7 separate regions of the Mus musculus genome follow, and all the other regions are linked to region 1. A link is a contact called in public HiChIP or PLAC-seq and promoter capture Hi-C data. All regions are on one chromosome and are shown on one strand. The core of a region is the stretch at or near the end of the contact, and the rest is flanking DNA. Distances in the headings are between cores, read along the strand shown.

What was found. Promoter capture Hi-C pulls out the DNA fragments that hold promoters and counts their contacts. HiChIP or PLAC-seq counts read pairs in DNA pulled down with a chosen protein or histone mark. Capture Hi-C pulls out chosen DNA fragments and counts their contacts.
Region 2: a promoter capture Hi-C map of liver shows a contact between it and region 1, with 4 times the contacts expected there. The contact joins the promoter of Rab3d here to the promoter of Dnmt1 in region 1. A contact is called at or near these places in 3 of 39 promoter capture datasets (the C10 cell line and liver).
Region 3: a contact with region 1 is called in a promoter capture Hi-C map of liver, with 3 times the contacts expected there. The contact joins the promoter of Angptl8 here to the promoter of Dnmt1 in region 1. A contact is called at or near these places in 1 of 39 promoter capture datasets (liver) and 1 of 115 datasets of contacts at active chromatin or transcription factors (pancreatic cancer cells).
Region 4: a contact with region 1 is called in a FOXA1 HiChIP or PLAC-seq map of pancreatic cancer cells. The contact joins the promoter of Kank2 here to the promoter of Dnmt1 in region 1. A contact is called at or near these places in 2 of 39 promoter capture datasets (liver and pre-B cells) and 1 of 115 datasets of contacts at active chromatin or transcription factors (pancreatic cancer cells).
Region 5: a promoter capture Hi-C map of liver shows a contact between it and region 1, with 2.9 times the contacts expected there. The contact joins the promoter of Spc24 here to the promoter of Dnmt1 in region 1. A contact is called at or near these places in 2 of 39 promoter capture datasets (liver and pre-B cells), 2 of 115 datasets of contacts at active chromatin or transcription factors (Th17 cells and memory CD8 T cells) and 1 of 9 other capture datasets (liver).
Region 6: a contact with region 1 is called in a FOXA1 HiChIP or PLAC-seq map of pancreatic cancer cells. The contact joins the promoter of Ldlr here to the promoter of Dnmt1 in region 1. A contact is called at or near these places in 2 of 115 datasets of contacts at active chromatin or transcription factors (bone marrow-derived dendritic cells and pancreatic cancer cells).
Region 7: a promoter capture Hi-C map of liver shows a contact between it and region 1, with 5 times the contacts expected there. The contact joins the promoter of Timm29 here to the promoter of Dnmt1 in region 1. A contact is called at or near these places in 3 of 39 promoter capture datasets (liver and pre-B cells), 1 of 115 datasets of contacts at active chromatin or transcription factors (microglia) and 1 of 9 other capture datasets (liver).

What each region holds. Positions count from the first base shown.
Region 1 is chr9:20,951,690-20,954,266 of GRCm38.p6, reverse strand. It overlaps Dnmt1 (DNA methyltransferase (cytosine-5) 1), which reads left to right and starts at 1,288. Exons shown (of 39, transcript NM_001199431.1): 1 at 1,288-1,559. The coding sequence starts at 1,480.
Region 2 is chr9:21,916,881-21,919,457 of GRCm38.p6, reverse strand. It overlaps Rab3d (RAB3D, member RAS oncogene family), which reads left to right and starts at 1,275. Exons shown (of 5, transcript NM_001324531.1): 1 at 1,275-1,436.
Region 3 is chr9:21,834,206-21,836,782 of GRCm38.p6, reverse strand. It overlaps Angptl8 (angiopoietin-like 8), which reads right to left and starts at 1,273. Exons shown (of 4, transcript NM_001080940.1): 1 at 969-1,273; 2 at 706-867. The coding sequence starts at 1,265. All of the region lies in intron 14 of Dock6 (dedicator of cytokinesis 6), which reads left to right.
Region 4 is chr9:21,797,265-21,799,841 of GRCm38.p6, reverse strand. It overlaps Kank2 (KN motif and ankyrin repeat domains 2), which reads left to right and starts at 1,296. Exons shown (of 12, transcript NM_145611.4): 1 at 1,296-1,360.
Region 5 is chr9:21,759,013-21,761,589 of GRCm38.p6, reverse strand. Spc24 (SPC24, NDC80 kinetochore complex component, homolog (S. cerevisiae)) reads left to right here and starts at 1,287. Exons shown (of 5, transcript NM_026282.6): 1 at 1,287-1,471. The coding sequence starts at 1,312.
Region 6 is chr9:21,722,279-21,724,855 of GRCm38.p6, reverse strand. It overlaps Ldlr (low density lipoprotein receptor), which reads right to left and starts at 1,280. Exons shown (of 18, transcript NM_010700.3): 1 at 1,012-1,280. The coding sequence starts at 1,078. Gm26511 (a long non-coding RNA gene) reads left to right here and starts at 1,500. Exons shown (of 4, transcript XR_001779098.2): 1 at 1,500-2,577.
Region 7 is chr9:21,591,418-21,593,994 of GRCm38.p6, reverse strand. It overlaps Timm29 (translocase of inner mitochondrial membrane 29), which reads right to left and starts at 1,273. Exons shown (of 2, transcript NM_178619.4): 1 at 925-1,273; 2 at 1-845. The coding sequence starts at 1,036. The coding sequence ends at 157. Yipf2 (Yip1 domain family, member 2) reads left to right here and starts at 1,164. Exons shown (of 8, transcript NM_138303.2): 1 at 1,164-1,467; 2 at 1,777-1,934; 3 at 2,015-2,095; 4 at 2,481-2,568. The coding sequence starts at 1,437.

The sequences.
Region 1 (2,577 bases), core at 39-2,538:
GGGATGACTCCCAAGGCTTCTGCTGTGAGGTTAATATTCTGCTGTTGAACTGTATATTCTAAATCCTTCCATACCATGTGGAAGGTAAATAGAAAATATCATTTCTCTGCGATCTGCTTTTTTTTTTTTTATTAAACCCAGATGGCAGAAGTGGTTCCTGGCCTTACCACTATACTACTTCATTGGTATATTGGTCCAGTTCACTTCTGAATTATCTTTTTAAGGAGGTGATTTCAGCTCTGATAGATGAAGCCACTGAGGAAGAGTCCAGATGGTGTGCTCATGGTCGTTTTAGAGGACAAGGGGGTGAAGATGGGGTTAGACGGGAGGCCTTTTGTTTAAGGGTTCATGTATTTCTTACCAAAATGGTAACAAAAGATGAGCAGAAGGGGAGGGGGATAGAGTTATGCCTATAGTTTCTCCTTCTGAAGATGTAAGTTCCAGAAATATGGATCATGGACATATAGTTAGACACTACAGAACCACACATTTCATCTTCCAGTGAAGATGGTAGTTACAGTGGGGCATACCCATAAATCCATCACTCAAGACCAGAGAGAGGCAGGAGGTCTGAACTTTAAGATCAACCATATTATCTATTGTATAGATAGTAAAGTCAAGCCTATCTTGGGTTAAAAAATTGTTGGTGCATTTAAGAGCAGTGTCCACAGCGGCCTTCCCCTGGAAGTGGAGTTACAGGGCTTCGAGTGGCTGGATGTGGGTGGGTGCTCTCCAGGGAGGAAGCTAGCCACTGCGCAGACAAGCCCACTTTTGTTTGTTTTGTTTTGAGACTGGCTTTCTCTGTGTGGCTCTGGCTGTCCTAGAACTCCACTGTATAGACTTGGCTGACCTCAAACTGAGATCTGCCTGCCTCTGCCTCCTTAGTGTAAGGGACTGCAGGCATGCGCCACCACCGCCTACCTTTTTCCTTTTTCAAGAAGATTTTGTTTTTAGACCAGGCTCAATACACAGAGATCCTCTGGCTTTTGCATTCTGAGTGCTGGAATCAAATGCATGCATGCCACAGCCTCTGCCAGACTCAAAAGATTTTTTTTTTTTTAAAGTTGTGTTTGTGCATGTGAGTGCAATGCCCATAGAGGCCAGAAGAGGCTGTAGGACCCCCTGGAAGTGGAATTACAGGGGCTTGGAGCGGCTGGATGCGGGTGCTGGCAAGCAAACCAGAGTCATCCTCTGCAAGAGCAGCACTACCTGCTCTCAAGTGCCGAGCCACCTCTTCAGGCAAGGGGGAGGTGGGTGGCGCCAGTCGCAGCACGGACGAGCCCACTATAGCCAGGAGGTGTGGGTGCCTCCGTTGCGCGCATGCGCACTCCCTTCGGGCATAGCATGGTCTTCCCCCACTCTCTTGCCCTGTGTGGTACATGCTGCTTCCGCTTGCGCCGCCCCCTCCCAATTGGTTTCCGCGCGCGCGAAAAAGCCGGGGTCTCGTTCAGAGCTGTTCTGTCGTCTGCAACCTGCAAGATGCCAGCGCGAACAGCTCCAGCCCGAGTGCCTGCGCTTGCCTCCCCGGCAGGCTCGCTCCCGGACCATGTCCGCAGGCGGTAGGTGCCACGCAGGGTGGGGGTGAGGGGCGGGACCGATGCCGAGGCATATATTGGGGGTATCTCCGGGTGGCCCTGCGGCCGCTGACAGCCAGGGCGCGCATGCGCGGGGCAGCGTTTGGCGCGGGCTGTGCTTCCTGTCGCGCGTGCCCTTAGCTGTTGGCGCCAAAATGGGTGGGGGCCGGGGTGCTGGCAAGCCCATTGACTGGGAGCTTGAGGGAGCAAGGGGATCAGCCCTCTGAAATAGAACAAGCTTGGGGACACCCTCAGGGGTTCCCCTCTTTGGTCAGCCAGGCTCCTGGGTGTGCAGGAAGTGCCCCTCTCCCGGCCTGTGGACACCCTGAAGCCCCCACTCCGCTCCAGCCTCCACTTCCGGTGCCCTGCAGATCCCGCCGCGCCCACCCGAGGGTCCCTCCGCCGGTTCCCCTGGCCCTGGTTCAGAAGGGCCCTCCTTCCCAGCCCCGCTGTCAAGTCCTAGGACCTTTTCTCTCTCATCCTGCCGGGCCGGGCCTGGGCAGCTTGAAGCCCTCGTGGGATTTTGTTTTGTTTTCATCCTAACGTAAAGGAGCTCCTGCGATCCTGGAGCTATCAAAGAGACTCTGCCTGGAAAGAGCTGGTGCTGCAGAATGGGCCCTCCACTTTGGCAGTGACATAACTCTGTCCCGAGATCCCAGAGCAATCGAGGAAACCTTTAACTCCATTCAAAGTGTTTATCAGGGGGAAGGAAAGATGAATGGTAGTGAGATGTCTCGGCCCCCGCCCTATTATTTTAGCCCCTGTAAACCAGTTCTTTCGGTCCTGGCGCCATCGAGGAAGCTTTTTACATTGTCCAGTGTTTATTTCGAGGAGTGAGGGATGGCAGGTAAAGTCCCCCATTTCAGTGCATATGAATCCCCCCTCTCCCCCCCCCCTCCCCAAGCAATCAAGGAAGACCTGGGTAATGGGCCCTCCACTAGTACCTTCCACGCCTCCATGAGGACGGCTGTGTGCAAGGATTGGCGGGAACACTGGATCCCGC
Region 2 (2,577 bases), core at 26-2,525, 970 kb before region 1:
TCTGGCAAATATCTACTTTTCTTTGATCCTCAGTTTCCTTATTTATATATATGAATACACTGTAGCTGTCTTCAGGCACACCAGAAGAGGGCATCAGATCCCATCACAGATGGTTGTGAGCCACCATGTGGTTCCTGAGATTTGAACTCAGGACCTCTGGAAGAACAGTCAGTGCTCTTAACTGCTGAGCCATCTCTCCAGCCCCAGTTTCCTTATTTCTAAAACATGTTTTAACTCCAAGAGCCCTTAGGCATGTTGAACAGAAGAATCTAGCACCCTTTAGAGCCAGACTCCTCCCACGTGGAACGGGGATTATGCCTAGGATTCAGGCCAGCACTGGGGAGATAGAGTAACCACTCTCTATATAAGAAGCCTTGGGCTCCATCCCTAGCACCGTGTAAAGCAGCATGGCTTTGTACACCTTCAATCCCAGACCTTGGGAGGTGGAGCCAGGGGAATCAGTTCACATTTACTCTTGGTACTTAAGGAGTTTGAGGCAAGCCTGGAAAACAAACAAAAAAATTTTAATTTTTAGAATTTTAAATTTTATTTTACATGAGTGTTTTGTCTGCACCACGTGGGCTCTTGCAGTTTGATGAAGTAAGAAGGGTCAGGTCTCCTGGAACTGGAGTTATTAGACACCATGTGAGTCCTGAGACTCAAACTCATATCCTCAACAAGAACAAGTGATTTTAACCGCTGAGACATCTCTCCAGCCCCCAAAAGTAAAAGGAATAAAACTATGGTTACACTAATCTTGTTATGAACCACTCGACAGAGGGAAACATTGAGGTTGAGAGAGGTTAAATATGTCAGGAGTCACAGTCCTAGAAAGGGGAGATGGGAATAGAACTCAGCTGCTGAGGTTTTCCTGTTAACACAGAATGCATAGAAAATGTTTTCTACCTCTAGTTAGGAAAGAGAGGCTCTGATGGGACTTAATGCCTCTTCCCGCTCCTCTGGGCTCTAGCTCAGGACCACAGACTTGCACTCCCAGATCCCTACCACCCCTCTCCTACCATACTACCAGGTCCCATCCTCTCAACTCCCTGCCCACCTCTGACGCCTCTTGAGGTGGCCCCGCCCCTGCCAGACCCCACCTCCGCCTGCAAGGCTCGCCCACTCAGCTAGGACTTTTGTGGCGTCCAAGCCTCCGACAGGCCACGCCCATCTCCTGGCTCCGTTGGCGGCGCCCACACCCGTAAGACCACGCCCACCGCCGGGCGCCAACTCTCAAGGCGCCCCGCCCCTTCTAGGCCCCACCCGCTCACCTCGCCTAGTCTTCTGCGGCCTCGCCCCCTCCGCCTGGGCGGAGCCGGCGCGGGATCCGGGTGTCAGTGTTGGCAGCGCCGGCAGCTGTGGGGCGAGGGTCGCAGCCCTGTGCGGGGCCGTAGCAACTTCGTGGGCGGATCCTGGTGTGCAAGGCGGGACCCGAGGTGAGCCCAGGAGCGAGTGCACCTGCCAACCCGCTGATACGCGCGTGCACTATGACAGGGTTGAACTGGGGTCCGCGCGAGCCTGGGTCCCGCACCCCCTGTCAGTGCTGCTGGCTCTTCTGGGTTCCCCGCACCCGGCAAGCTCTGCGAACGGTGGCGGGGTGGGCGAGAAGCCCAGCTTGGGGCCGAGCGACGGCGCCATATGGTGATGGGGGAGGCACTTGCTGGTGCACGCAGTGCAGTGACTGTTCGGGTGCCAACCTTGAGGGCTAGGGGACCCCTAGATGGCCCAGAAGAGAAGCCGTGGTGGGGCGGGGGCCAGCCTGGAGGCCCTGCCCGACGGACGCCTCAAACCCGTTCTCCCGGAACACAGGGTGGGGTTGGCTGCGTTCTCCTTAGAAATGCACGGAGTAGAGAAACAGAAAACACCGAAGGCCATTGAGAAATACTTTTGCTTGGGCTTCGGAGAGCAGCTCTAAGCTAGACAGCTGGAGAAAGCAAAGTGGGGGCGGGGGTGGGGGAGAGCTTGGAAGAACACCCTAGATTTGGATAAAACAGAATGCTGGAGTGTGGGAAGATATAAACAGGAGGATATGGGGTGGTGGGTTTTGCAGTCATTAAGTGGCTAGGATAATTCTCTTGGATTTGATGACTTTCAGTCCTGTCTTTGTGGACCATGGCTGGGGTGAGTCAGCTTTGGCCAAGAGGGAGCCAGGCCCGGCCCCTTTGACAAATAAAATGGTAGATACCCACTTGGGAGCCTAACTGGGCCTTTAAACCTTATGTTATATATATAGAAATTACCCTCACCCTGGGAGACAGGGAAAGGGTTACAGTGGATTTGGAGAGGACAGGACAGCACCCCAGAGGCAAGCACCAGCTAAATTCAACATCCAAGCCTTGATGGAAGGGGCTCTGTCTAGCTGGCAGTCACACACACACCTACACACCTGGCCATACCAGCTGCTTGCACTGGGCAAAGTCCAGCTTGCAGCCCGTGCAACTTCCTCACCACCACGGCCCCCCAGCCCCAACTGGCCCTGAGTTTTCACCTGTTACCTGGTCCTGCACCTGAAGGGAGAAGATCTGAACCTTCCACTATAAAGGTTCCATATTTCTTTCCTTTTTCTCTTTCTCTCTC
Region 3 (2,577 bases), core at 24-2,523, 880 kb before region 1:
CTGCAAGTTTCTCTGTTACCATCCATGGGGCCCAGCAAATGTCCAAGACCCTCTGGCCTCAGTTTCCCTGTTTGTAAAGTATATCTAAAATGGGACTTGCTCTGTATAGTTTGTAGATGCACATCAAACAATATTGATTGGTTTCTTGATACATAGCACCAGGACTGCGTGGGTCCTGGGAATCCATCTCAGGTCATGGGCTTGGCAGCCTTTACCTGCTGAACTAACTACCTTGTTGGTCCCTTACTCATTCATTCATTTACATATTTTGAGACAGGGCTTCATGTACCCCAAGCTTAACCCGGATGTCTACCTAGCCAGAAATCACCTTGGACTCCACACACACACACACCCACACACACCCACACACACACACACACACACACACACACACACCTGCCTTTATTCCCAGTGCTAGGATTGTTCTTTCTCTTGTTCTCTTTGAGACAAGGTATCACCATGTAGTCAGCTGGCCTAACTTTGTAGCCAAGGCTGCCTTTAACCTTCTATTTCTCCTGCCCCTGCCTCTGGAGTTCTAGAACCACAGCTGTGCCTGCTTCTTGCCCTTACTTGCAAAGGTCACTTCCAGAAGGTCACTGAGGCTGGAACCCCATATACAACTGGAGGGTCCTCTAGCCCAGGATTCAGTGGTGGCCTCTTTCTGAGAAGCAGGCTATACCCCTCTCAGACCTGGGAGTCCCTTACCTTTAAGGTCTCAAATTCTTGGTGGGCTTGACCGAGCCAGGCGCCTCTCAGCTGCACTTGTAGTCTCCGTACAGTGTCCCGCAGAGCCTGCTGGGCCCGGGCCACTTCCCCCAGTGATCGGGCTGTGGCTTCAGCTCGAAGGTGTAAAGCGTCCTCTTCCACCTGCTCAAGGATGGTGTGTCATCAGGGTATGTTTCCTCTGTTCTGGGTTTACCATTTCCTCAGACTCTTACCTGCCACCAACACCCAGCTCCAGTGCTCACCTGAATCTCCGACAGGCTGGTGCGAAGCTCCTGTGTGGCATCCTGGCCCTGCCTGACTTCTGTCCCCAGGAATTCCAGTGCTCTGTCATAGAGGCCCAGGCTGTGCCCAGCTTCTGTCAGGCGAGCCTCTGTGGCTCTGTACACGCCATTGAGGGCCTGGCCTAGCTGCAGGGCCCCGTGAAAGAGCAGGGTCAGCTCTTCATATTGAGCTGGCTCTGGACCACCCAGAGGGGCCACTGGAGCGGGTCGCACTGCTGATGCTAAGGTCCACAGGAGGCAGAGAGCAAGCACAGCCATGGCTGACAGTTTCGTGGGTGTGGTTCCCGGGCCGCTGCGGCTGCCTTTTATTTCCATAGGCTGCCATTGACCCCCCTGGTCAATGGTTAACCGGCCATGGTTGCACAAGGGCCTGGCGGAGGCTCAGCCATTGCATCAGACTGATGGCTAAGCAGGCCATGCTGATATCACGCTGCTAGAACTCAGGGCCAGCTGTGTGTGGGGGTTGGAGGTAGTGGGCAAGCTCAGACCAGAGCTCTCAGCGCCAGTGTCTGTATGAGCATATCACTGCCTTGAGCCTCAGTTTCCCATCTAAGTGTAGAACGTGGCTCCCTTCACATCCAACACAGCAGGCCCAGTATTGCTGGGCCACCCAAAGGGCCATCCAGGGGCTCCAGCCTTGTCTCCTTCCTGCAGACAGCTAATGCAGGGGTCACTGGGTGTGGCCAATAGCTGTGGAGGAGGGGCGAAAAAGTGACATGACAGACATCCTCCTTCTGAGATCATGGAGCCTGACTCCCCGCATGGTTTATGATCTGTGCTAACTTCGATTTAACTTCCTAGAACACACAGGGCAAGTACTGCAACCCATTTTCTCTACCTAGGCGTCCCACAAGTAGTACTAAGCATTTGTTGAACATCCACTTTGCGCACTCAAAGGAACAGCCTTGCTTCCCTTGCAAATAGAACGTTACACTCTGAGGTTGCGGTAGGAGGAACATGAGTTCAAGGCCAGCCTGGGCTACAGAACTAGATCCTCTCTTATGGCAAGAAAACAAGAGCTGAGGTGATGCTCAGAGGTAGAAGGCTTTCGGGGCACTCAGCATTCCATCGCTAGCACCACAGAAAATGGCCGTGAAGTTAGTCATTCGCGATGAGCTTGACACCGAGAGTCACAGGACTCTGTCACAGAGACCCACTCACTGTTCTGTGTGGAGACTCGCTGTTACTGGTTGTTGGTACAGAGCTTCAGAGGCTGAGCTAGCAGGCCAGATGCCTCCATCACACAGCTTAAGGGGGCCTACAGGGTTGGGGCTTGTGCACTTACAGCTGGGGAGAAGAGGCAAGACCAGGTTCCGGTTCTCTTTGTATCTGAAAGACAGACCCTATAGATAACTCCAGGGAGCCAATAAGGTGGTAGTGTGGGCTGCGGGAGGCCAGTCTGCCACCTGGCTACTGGTGGGACCACCTTATGTTTTTAATTATTTATTTATTGTTGGGGGGCAGGGTTGAACAGAGATGTCCAAAGAGGCCAGAGGCATCAGGTCCCCCTGGAGCTGACTGAAGTGGGTGCTGTGAACTGAACTTGGATCCTCTCAAAGAGCAGTGCGTA
Region 4 (2,577 bases), core at 47-2,546, 850 kb before region 1:
TCTCTTTCTGTCTGTCTGTATGTTTGTGGGTGCATGGGTGCCATGACACACATGTGGAGTCAGAGGACAGTTTGCAGAACTCAGTTCTCCCCTTCCACTGTATAGATCGCAGGCATTGAGCTTTCAGGCTTGCAGCAGGCACCTTCGTCTTGACATCTGACGAGCCTCCCCTTGGTCATCCACTTATTTTTTGAGACAGGTCTCATTGAACCTGGAGTTCATAGATGCAGCTAGGTTCACTGGCTGGTAAGCCCCAGCCATAGAGATCTGCCCAGCCCCCAGAATTCGGCTTACAGGTAAACTTGTGGGCCCAACTCTTATGTAGATGCTGGAGTTCGAACTCAGATCCTAGTTCACACCGGCAGGCAGTTTACCCACTGAGACATCCACCTGTCACGTGTGCTAAGCAGAGGCTTCCAGGAAGCTATATTTTTCCTCTTTCCTCCCCTTCCCTTCCTCTCTCTTTCTTTCTTTCTTCCTTTCTTTCTTTCCTGTTGTTTTGTCTTTAGTTTGTTTATTTTGAGACAGTCTCTCCTGGCTCAGAATTACTGGAGTAGAAGGTGACCTCTCTAGTACTTGATCGCCCTGGCTCCACATCTTTCATGTGCTGGGACTACAGGTGTGCAGTCCCGCTGTGAGAGTGGCTTCAGAAAGTCCAGTGCAAACAGAAGTTCATCTCTGGACTAGGGTGTAGTTTAGAGGCAGAGTGATTAGCATTCAGAGTCCTGGGGTCCATCCCCAACCTCACAAAATCAATAAACCACGCCCTGTGATTTGTGTCAGCCCAAGAGTAGTATGAAGGGAATTTTCTGAACACACTTAACAGATGGGTCATGTGATTGACCCCATTTTGCTGATGGGGAAACTGAGGCACAACTTCAATTTCAGGAGATTGGGGTGTGGGTGCTGCAATCTTAGAGTTTGGGTCGGCGGTCACGCCATGGTGCACCCGGCCTGCAGCTGGAAGACTTCCAGCTGCTGGCGGCCAACGGGGGAGGGGTGACCTCCAGTCGCCGCTACCGCACCCGCCCTCGAGCTGGGCTGCGGCCAGCTCCGCCCCCTGCAGCGTCCAGCTGCGAAGGGCGGGCACCAGGCTTGGAGAAGCGGGGACCCTGTCCGGAGGGCTGGTGGCCAGGAGCCGACTGAGACCCTAGGACGTGCTCAGGCCGCAGCGAGAGCGCGTGCACCCCCACGACCACCCTTCAACTTCGCCCCCAGGCCCCGCGGCCGAGGCGCCCGGGAGACTGGAGGGGCGTGGCTTTCTGGTGGGGGCGTGGCTACCGCGCTGGCTCCGCAAGCTTGCGGCGACTGAGGCGGAGCGGGCAGGACGCCTGGGACGGCGGAGGCTCGAGCGTGCCAGGCGAGTGGGACGGAGGGCTGATCGGGGTGGCGTGGGGTCCGGGCTACTCTAGGGGCACTATCAGGATTTCTAACCCACCTCCAACCCGAGGCTACAAGCTCGCACACTCTCTCTTAGCTGGTCCCTCTCAAGTCTTAACATCTGCGCCCAAACTTTGCAAACCGGAGCGTCTGGGTCCCCGCGCTCCTCTCCCCTCCCCAGCCCTGACCTGGGCCCTGCTTCCCTTGCCCCTAGCCCACCTCTATGCCTTTATCATTCCCTGCCTCTCTTCCTCTGCTCCGCCACTCTCGTCTAGCTCTGTCCCCTAACCTTCCCAGGTCCCCGCTCTCGCAGCTCCGGGTGGCCGGACCAGGCCCCTCAGCGGCGGGAAGGCATCCGGGCGTCCGGCCGGGCTGGGCCTGGCTGCTGGGCGGGTGTGGGGATCAGCAGATGTTTGCCATTAGACTGGGACCCCGCAGGCCCCGCCCCCTCCCCGCCCGGGGCGGGGTCCTCCTCACCCCCAACTTTAGGGGCGGAGGGAGCGCGGCAGGAAAACCCCCAGATCCCAGATTCACCCAGGCTGGTGGTGGGGGGGGGTGCACTCTGGGGAGACCCTGTGGCCCTTTCCTGGAAACTCCCACCTGTTGATTCTTCCAGCCTCCTTCCGCCTCTCTCATCCCGGGATCTTGTGGAGAGAGGGGCCTCCTCCGACTCCCGCCACGGAGTTACCAGCCTGAGGTTAGATAACGAGACCCGTAGACCTCCATCGCTCCATCTGGAGAGTAAGATGTATAGGGTCTAGGGGTGCTTTGGGCGAATCTGCCCCGTTTTAGGTTCAAGTCAGAGATCTGCCTGCCTCCGCCTCCCAAGTGCTGGGATTAAAGGCATGTGAGGCTACACTCAGCTTGCAAGATCTTTTTCCAAAAACATAAGCATGGCTGGGGATGGAGAACGTGGGCCTAGCATGTATGAAACCGGGGGTTCCACCCCAGAATGTATGGTGTGGTGTGGTGTAGCCAGCCACGCCAGCACTTATGAGGTGCAGGCTGGAGGATCAGGATTTCAGGGTCATCCCCAGCCACATAGTGAGTTTGAGGCCAGCCTGGGCTACAGGAAACTGCCTTAAATAACCAAACAAAACGGTGTGGTAATTATTCATTATTCATTCCACCTCAGTGCCCCTAGCCCAGGCTACCCCAATTCTGCTCCCTACTTCTGTGTCTCTCTTAAGTCCTCAG
Region 5 (2,577 bases), core at 38-2,537, 810 kb before region 1:
TGAGCCACCATGTGGTTGCTGGAAATTGAACTCAGAACCTCTGGGAAAGCAGTGAGTGAGTGCTCTTAACCGCTGAGCCATCTCTCCAGCTCTGGGGTATAGGTATTTAAGGAGACAGGGTTCACTTTGTAGTTCAGGCTGGTCTGGAATTCACTCAGCACTCTGGAGTCCCATGAATGGCAATTCCTCTTCCTTAGGCTCCTGATTCCTGAGCCACCATGCTCAGCTTCGGGGTTCACTGCTCTTGTTGCCCAGGCTGGCCTGGAATTTACCTCCATCCTCAAGCTCCCATCACCTGAGTGCTACATGCTAGATACATGCTAGACTCCTACTTAAAGATTTTATTTTATTTTATTTTTGAGACAAGGTCTCTATATAATCCTGGCTCTCCTGGAGCTTTATTTGTAGACCAGGCTGGCCTCAAACTCTGGGATCTGCCTGCCTCTGCCTTCCCAGAACATTGGATGCTCTTGTAGAGAACCAGGGTTTGGCTCCCAGCACCACATGATGGCTCACAACCATCCATATCTAGCTCCAAGTGGTCAGATGCCCTTTTATGACCTCTGCTGACACATACATACATGTAGGCAAAACGTTTACCCATACACATTAAAGAAAGAGAAATAAGCCTAAAAAATAGAGACTGGTGAATGATTGTGGTGGCATGTTCCTATAATCCAACCACTAGGAGGCAGAGGTAGATGGATCTCTAACAAAGAGCTCCTGGACAGCCAGTTCTACATAGTCTCAACATCTCACAGCTCACACATCCCAACCCCCGCCAAGAAAAAAATAAACCCAATGAATCCCAGTTTTATGTATAATTAATATATTCCTAAAGTAAACTAAAAAAAAAAAACAAGCAAAAATAATAAACCATCCGTTACATTGCCCTTCAAGCAGCGACTGATACCTGCAAATTTCTCTAAGAGTCGCGCAGCTTTCCAGTTTACGCATGCGCAACAGACTCCTAACGCCCTGGACTCTCCCCGGAGTTCATAGCCCGACAATCGACGCACGCGTACCAGGCCAATCGCAAACTGGCCACGTGTGACACGCCCCCCCCCCGCGCCGCCGCCCCCCCCCCTCCCCCGCCTACGATGATTGATCCTCACACCTGAGTGACAGAAGAAATTTCGCACAGGATCTCCACAAAATGGCCGCTCCTTCCGAAGCGCTCTGTCCCCTCGCTGATTGAGTCCTGCAGGAGACGGACGTAGGAACGATCCAATGAGACTTATGCGCTCTGGGGAGGGGGCGGGGCCCGTGGTGAGACGAATTTGCGCGGGTTCGGACTCGGCGCGATCAGTCATGGCGGCTTTCCGCGACATGGTGGAGGTGAGCAACTGGCTACTGAGCCTGCTGGGGGCCAACCGCGCCGAGGCGCAGCAGCGGCGGCTGCTCGGGAGCTACGAGCAGATGATGGAGCGGCTGCTGGAGATGCAGGACGGCGCCTACCGGCAGCTTCGGGGTGAGGGCCGGTCCCCTGCGCCCCAGCCCCGGGGGACTTCTCGGGGGGAGCTGGTACTCCTGGGCCTCAGTTTCCCCATCTGACAATTGCCATGGCTCAGAGGCGTCCAGATAAGTGTCATAGCTCACAATGCGCGACTCTATACGATCGTACTTCGTAGCTCAGGCGCCTTTGGAAGTCTTTATGATCCAGCCCCCACCTCCACTCCTGCTCGCCGTTCTTGAGGGTCTTCCGAGGGAGAGCAGTCACACCCGAGCCTTGATTTCTCCACCGGTGAAACCGTTGTCATGACAACGGTTGTCATCTAGGGACTTAAGCGTAATTAAATATAGAGTTAGCAGGGCACGACCCTTTATTAACTTTCCAGGACTCAGGCTTAAATGTAGCTCTGACTAGTAGAGAACTACTTAGCTGAGAAATTCAAAGAACCTTTCAGCTCCTCAGTGCCTTGGTCACAGGTGTGAGCAATCTCCCATCTCAGTGTCCTTCCCTGTCAAAGGTTTGTTTGAACTTTGTTTTGTTTTGTTTCAAGACAGGGTTTCTCTGTGTAGCCCTGGCTGTCCTGGAACTCACTCTGTAGACCAGGCTGGTCTCGAATTCAAATCCGCCTGCCTCTGCCTCCCAAGTGCTGGGATTTAAGGCATGCGCCACCACGTCCGGCCCTGGGAACATTTTTTAAAGTTTCGTGCCTTCCCAATAGACTTGTGAACAGAGCCTGCCGTGAGCTGGACCTCGGGTGACAGCAGGGAAGGAGTCCCTTGGTGGCTGGCATCCTACTGGAGAGGAGACAGGATAACATTTGTACTGCAGTGATGGGCTGAGGAGACAAATGCTTTCTATCATTAGGAGGGGTAACATGGGCGGGACTGGGGAGGGGTTTCTGCAAAGATATTGGGGGAAACCTGAAACTGTTGAGGGGGCAGGGATACACTTGACTGGCATGCATGAAACCCTGGGTTCCATGCCAGGCATGGCAGAATGGGCCTGTCAGACCAGTGTTCCAGAGACAAGCAGGAGGGTCAGGAATGGAAGGCTGGAAGGAATTCAAAGCAGCCTGATTGACAGAAGACCAAAAGTAAAATGAGAAGTTTTATCTCTGAGATTGT
Region 6 (2,577 bases), core at 31-2,530, 770 kb before region 1:
TCCATGGTGTCCCCAAATCCAGGCATGGTGGCACATGCCTGTCATCCCAACACTCCCGAGCTGAGGCAGGAGAATTAGGGGCTAGAGACTACACAGTGACTTATAGGCCAGCCTAGGCTACATGAGACCCTGTCTATAAAGTGAGGGAGAGGTGGAGCACTTTTCCCAGTGCTGCAAAGAAGTTGTTGGTGAGATTGTAACACCATCTCCCTTCCTGTCCAAATTCCAACGCCTCTCCTAAAACTAAAGTCCACTTTATGGATCTGTCCAATCCTACACGTTCAGAGAGTGGGAACGAACCAGGCCTGCAAAAGTCTTTGCCAGGTCCCTGGCCCTCCCTGCCTGATGGTCTCAGCTACGGGTGTCTGGGTTGCCTGAGGCACATCTGCACCAAACCAGGGAAGTAGGGACAAGGTAGGGACTGAAGGCTCACAAGGAGGACCCAGCCGGCCCGGATGTGTAGCCCCACCCCACCCGGGAGGGTCGTGCAAGCCACGCCCCTGAACATCATCCTCTTCCTCCATTGGGCGAGGGGAGTGGCTCGAGGCTCGCCTGTTCCGGCTGCACCCAATAGGAGCTCGGGGGTGCGGTGGGAGGTGGGGTTAGGGCGGAGTTTTGGGGCACGCGGCAGTAGCCGGGTTTGAGTGCAGTGTGGAGACCCCCAAGTCCTGTAACTACGACTAGCGACCCCAAAGTTGAACAGCTGGGCCTGGGTCTCCCCAGCCCTTAAAACGAATGATGGGACCCCTCCTCTTGGATTCCCTCACACATAGCTCTGAAAGACACCTCTGACTTGGGAGAGCACCCACCGGACTCCCCAAACCCACTCTGACCCCCTACAGCTCTGGCACCCTATTTCCAAAACACTTCCCTCCAGCCACGTGGGAAGGACATCACATCAAGTTCGCACGAATGGTTGTATTTCTCGACCAAAAATAAAACCACTCGGGGCTCTCCGAGTTCAGGACGGCTGCCCCTGACCCCGGGCAGGCTCCTGGCGCAAAGCCTTACCTGCAACTCCGGCAGCAGCCAGGAGCAGGGCGATGACCCAGCGACGCATCAGATCCGCGGTGCTCATCCTTAGCTTCTGCGTTGCGTCCTCACTCGGATCACAGACCCCGAAATGTTCCCGCTGCAAACACTGGATCGCGGGCCCCACGGTGTCTCGGCTGCGAATCTGGGCTCGCAAGCCTCACGGTGTCCCGGCTGCAAACTACGCCGCACGCCCAGAGTCATTCCCAGTACTAGGGGCGAGGTTTCCAGGCGGGGGAGGAGTCTGCAATGGGGTGATTTTCAAAAATCTTCACCTCACTGAGCGGGGAGGAGCTTGGAACGGCCGATGTGACATCGTCTCTTTTAACCCCTGAAGCTCCCGCAGCAGTGGGAAGTTCCTCAAATTCCTCCCACAGAATTTCACCGCTTCCCGGACACTTAGCCGCCCGCGTTGCTGTTTGAGTGTTCAAGGGACGACCCACGCCCTTCCACACCCTGGGTCGCCTTCTGACGCTTTCCTTTCCACCTCCAAAGCAAAACAGAAGTATGCGAAGCCCCCTCCCACCCCCGACCCCTACACTTCTTGCAGCAAGTTTGCTTTCCTGTCTAGGAATGGGCACATAGATTTCTGACCCAAGTACAGTTGCAGGTTTTATCTGGATCCGTCCATAAACACAAACACTCAGCGAGAAATGTATATAAAACGCGGCGGCGTGTGCGGGTGAGCGAGTTGGCTCAGTGGGTGAGGGTGCAAGCCTGAAGACCTGAGTTTGATCCCAGGGATCCACATACTGGAAGGAGAGAGAACCAGAACCAACTCCAGCAAATTGTCCTCTAACTTCCACACACACTCCCCTGTACTAATTAATTAATTAGAAAGAAGAAACATTACTTGGTTTGGGGGGTAGGACCCAGTAGTTAGAATAATTATAATTATTAATGGAAGAATTCCATAGCAAGATATGGTAACACTGAAACTAGGAAGAAGGCAGGCAGATCTCTGTGAGCAAAGTCCAAACTGGTCTGGACAGCAAGTTCCAGACTAGCCTGGGCTACACAGATTCTGTTTCCTCCTCCTCTTCTTTCCTTCTTTCTTTCTTTTCTTTCCTTTTCTTCTTTTGTTTTGTTTCTGTTTCTGTTTGTTTTGTTTTTCAAGACAAGGTTTCTCTGTGTAGCCCTGGTTGTCCTGGACTCTGTAGACCAGGCTGGCCTAGAACTCAGAGATCTGCCTGCCTCTAACTCCTGAGTGCTGGGATTAAATGTTGAGTGTTTACTACCACCCCACTACCACCTGTCAAGAGACCCTGTTTCAAAGCTAAAGTTGAAATTATTTTAAATAATTCATCTGAGAATCAATGGGTTCCTTCCTGTGTTGACAGAAATGTTGATTTTTGGTTTATTTCCTTAGGCACCTGCTGGTACCGCTTTATCCTGTTACAAGGAGTTGAACACACAGAAGGGCATCTCTTCCCTCGAAGCAAAACCAACCACATGTGGCCTTTTTCCCCTCTTGACACTGGATGGCTAAACCAGAAGGCTGTCTGCCATGGATAGAGAAGTTTTGATGAATCAAAGGCTTAGGGA
Region 7 (2,577 bases), core at 24-2,523, 640 kb before region 1:
CCAGTAAGGCCCCCAAGTTTCTTCGGCTAACCGGACAGAGTGAGGACTTCCCATAAAATCACAATAAGGGCCATTTATCTCTACCCATCTCACCAATTGCACCATCCACAGCCAACAGTTTGCCTGCGCCTGGTGACCCGGGGGCAATCCTGGGTTTCATCTGGAAACATCGGACTGAACCAGTGAATCAGCCTCGCTCAAAGCTAGCCGATCCTTTCTCTCCTTCTGTAACACCTGCTCCTCCCACAGCGCCTGATCCACCTGATCGTCGGTGAGTATGATCGGCTTGTACTTCTCCTCGAACAGCCTCTCATTGGCCTCTGAGTGCAGCTGGTGAGGCGCGACGACGCGGAGATGAGCGGGCAGATGGAGAAACTCGTCGTCGTTGATGTCGCAATCATGCATGCGATTCTGCAGAATCCACCAGCGGCCAACGAAACCCACGTCGAGGATCCGGCCGGGGAAGTCCACCCAGCGTGGCTGCAGGTAGCGGCAGCGGGCCTGGTAGAGGCTGGCCTGGGCGTCGAAGGGCGCTTCGTAAACCAGCGAGCAAAAGCCCAGGTTCACGTGACGCAGCCGCCCACGGCCCCTCAGCCACAGCAGGCGCTGCAGGAACGCCTCCGAGTGGCGGTTGCGCGTGGCCGGTGCCAAGAGCAACAGTGACCCCGATGCGTCCAGCAAGGCCTCCTCGAAGGCCGCCTCACTGGGCGCCAGCGCGCAGCACGCAGCCGCGCCGCCCAGAAGCCCCACGTACAGGGCCGCGCGGCCCGGTCGAGCTCGCGCCGCAGCCGCCGCGTCCCCGCACGCCTCAGCGTAGTCCCGGAGCAGCGCGCCGGCCCAGGTGCCTGAGGGGAAAAAAGAGCTGCGGTGACAAGGACTCGACCACTCGAGCCACCCACCCTGCAGCCTTCTGCCACTACTCACTCAGTCGCGTCCACAGCCCTGGCTTAACCGCCACCGTCGTGGCACCACCGGCCTCTCCTCCCGCTTCACCGTGCCCACCGGACCAGAATCTCTTAAGAGCCGCTGTCACCATCGTCTCCCTGCGGTTCCTCAGCCGAGTAGAAACGCATAGTGTCGGAATGAAAAAGGCCGGAGAGTAGATCCTGCGCAAGCGCAAGATACAGGAAGTAGTTTCCCACAGGAAGACAATAGGAAACGGACCTAAACGGATGTTGCCGTTGTGTGGAGAAGGGTGGGCTCTGAAGGGAAGTCGAGCGGCGCGCACGCGCATAGAGCAATAGCCACGCCAGCTTAGGTAGGCTCAGGTGAGGAAGGTGGGGTGCATCTGAAGGGACCCAGCTTGGAGCTGAAGTTCCATTCCGTGTATTAGGCTCCATGCAGGAGTCCAGACGGAAGCATCAGTCTTGGGGAGGGCTGTGGGATTGATGCGGTTCTGTCCACAGAGTGCGATGCGGTGACGCCTCTAAAGAGTCATGGCAGCAGCTGACGAACTGGCCTTCCACGGTGAGTGGAGCCCGGAAGTGGTCAGAGCTCCTACCTCAGTCCTAAGCTAGAACCCCAGGCAGCTGGGACCCAGACCTCAGGTTTATCTTGCACTCAATTCCTGCTTCTTCCATGAACTCAAAAGGCACATCACAGCGTCCAATTCTGCACAGGACCTAAATTGAATCCCATCTTAGTAGACAGACCTATCCATGCATCAAAACTGAAGAAACTCAGCCCTTAGGGGACGGCGGTAAGGCAGCCATAGCCCCAGTTGATGAAAGGAATTTTCAGATTCCAAACACCTATGCCCATATTCCCTCTCCGTAGAGTTCGAGGAAGCCACAAATCTTCTGGCAGAGACCCCAGATGCAGCTACTACTAGCCAAAGTGATGAGCTGACCTCCCGAGAGCACGTGGCTGTGGTTGTGGGTTCAGGCATTGGCTATGGAGCTGAAGTAGGGGAGGAAGAGGATGACAAGACATCAGTGAGTCTCCTAGGCCCCGATGATCTGCCTCTGTTCTTACCCTGGCTGAGCAGGCAAGTTCTGAGTCTTTTGTCTTATAGCTTCTACAGGAAGAAAAACCACAGCCCAGATTCTGGACATTTGACTACTATCAGAGCTTTTTTGATGTGGATACCTCCCAGGTAAGGCACTTGGAGTTGCTTGGAGTCCAGCCACTATACTTGAGGACTGAATGGGTATGGTGGGGCTGGAAGGCAAAAGCTAGGTTACAAAGTAGGCGTGGATAGGTGTGTGACTTAAAGCCAGAATGTTTCCCAGTCAAGCCAACCTCTAATGATAGACCAGGTCCAGTGAGAGGGTACATCCTGGAGATGTAGTTGCAAGACCATCCAGAACTTAGGGACTGTCCTTACTTTGAGAGGAGAGGCTGCAAGAAGCTGAAAGCAAGGTGACAGGCCTGAAATCCACCTTCACAGTGGTGACATGTTCGAGCTTGTTCAGTAGGATGTGCTGACACCTCTCAGAACACCAGGATTCTCATTCTAGACCCTGGGCTTTGCTTTCCAGGTCTTGGACAGGATCAAAGGCTCCCTGCTGCCCCATCCTGGCCACAACTTTGTGCGGCACCATCTTAGAAACCGTCCCGACCTATATGGTAAATGGG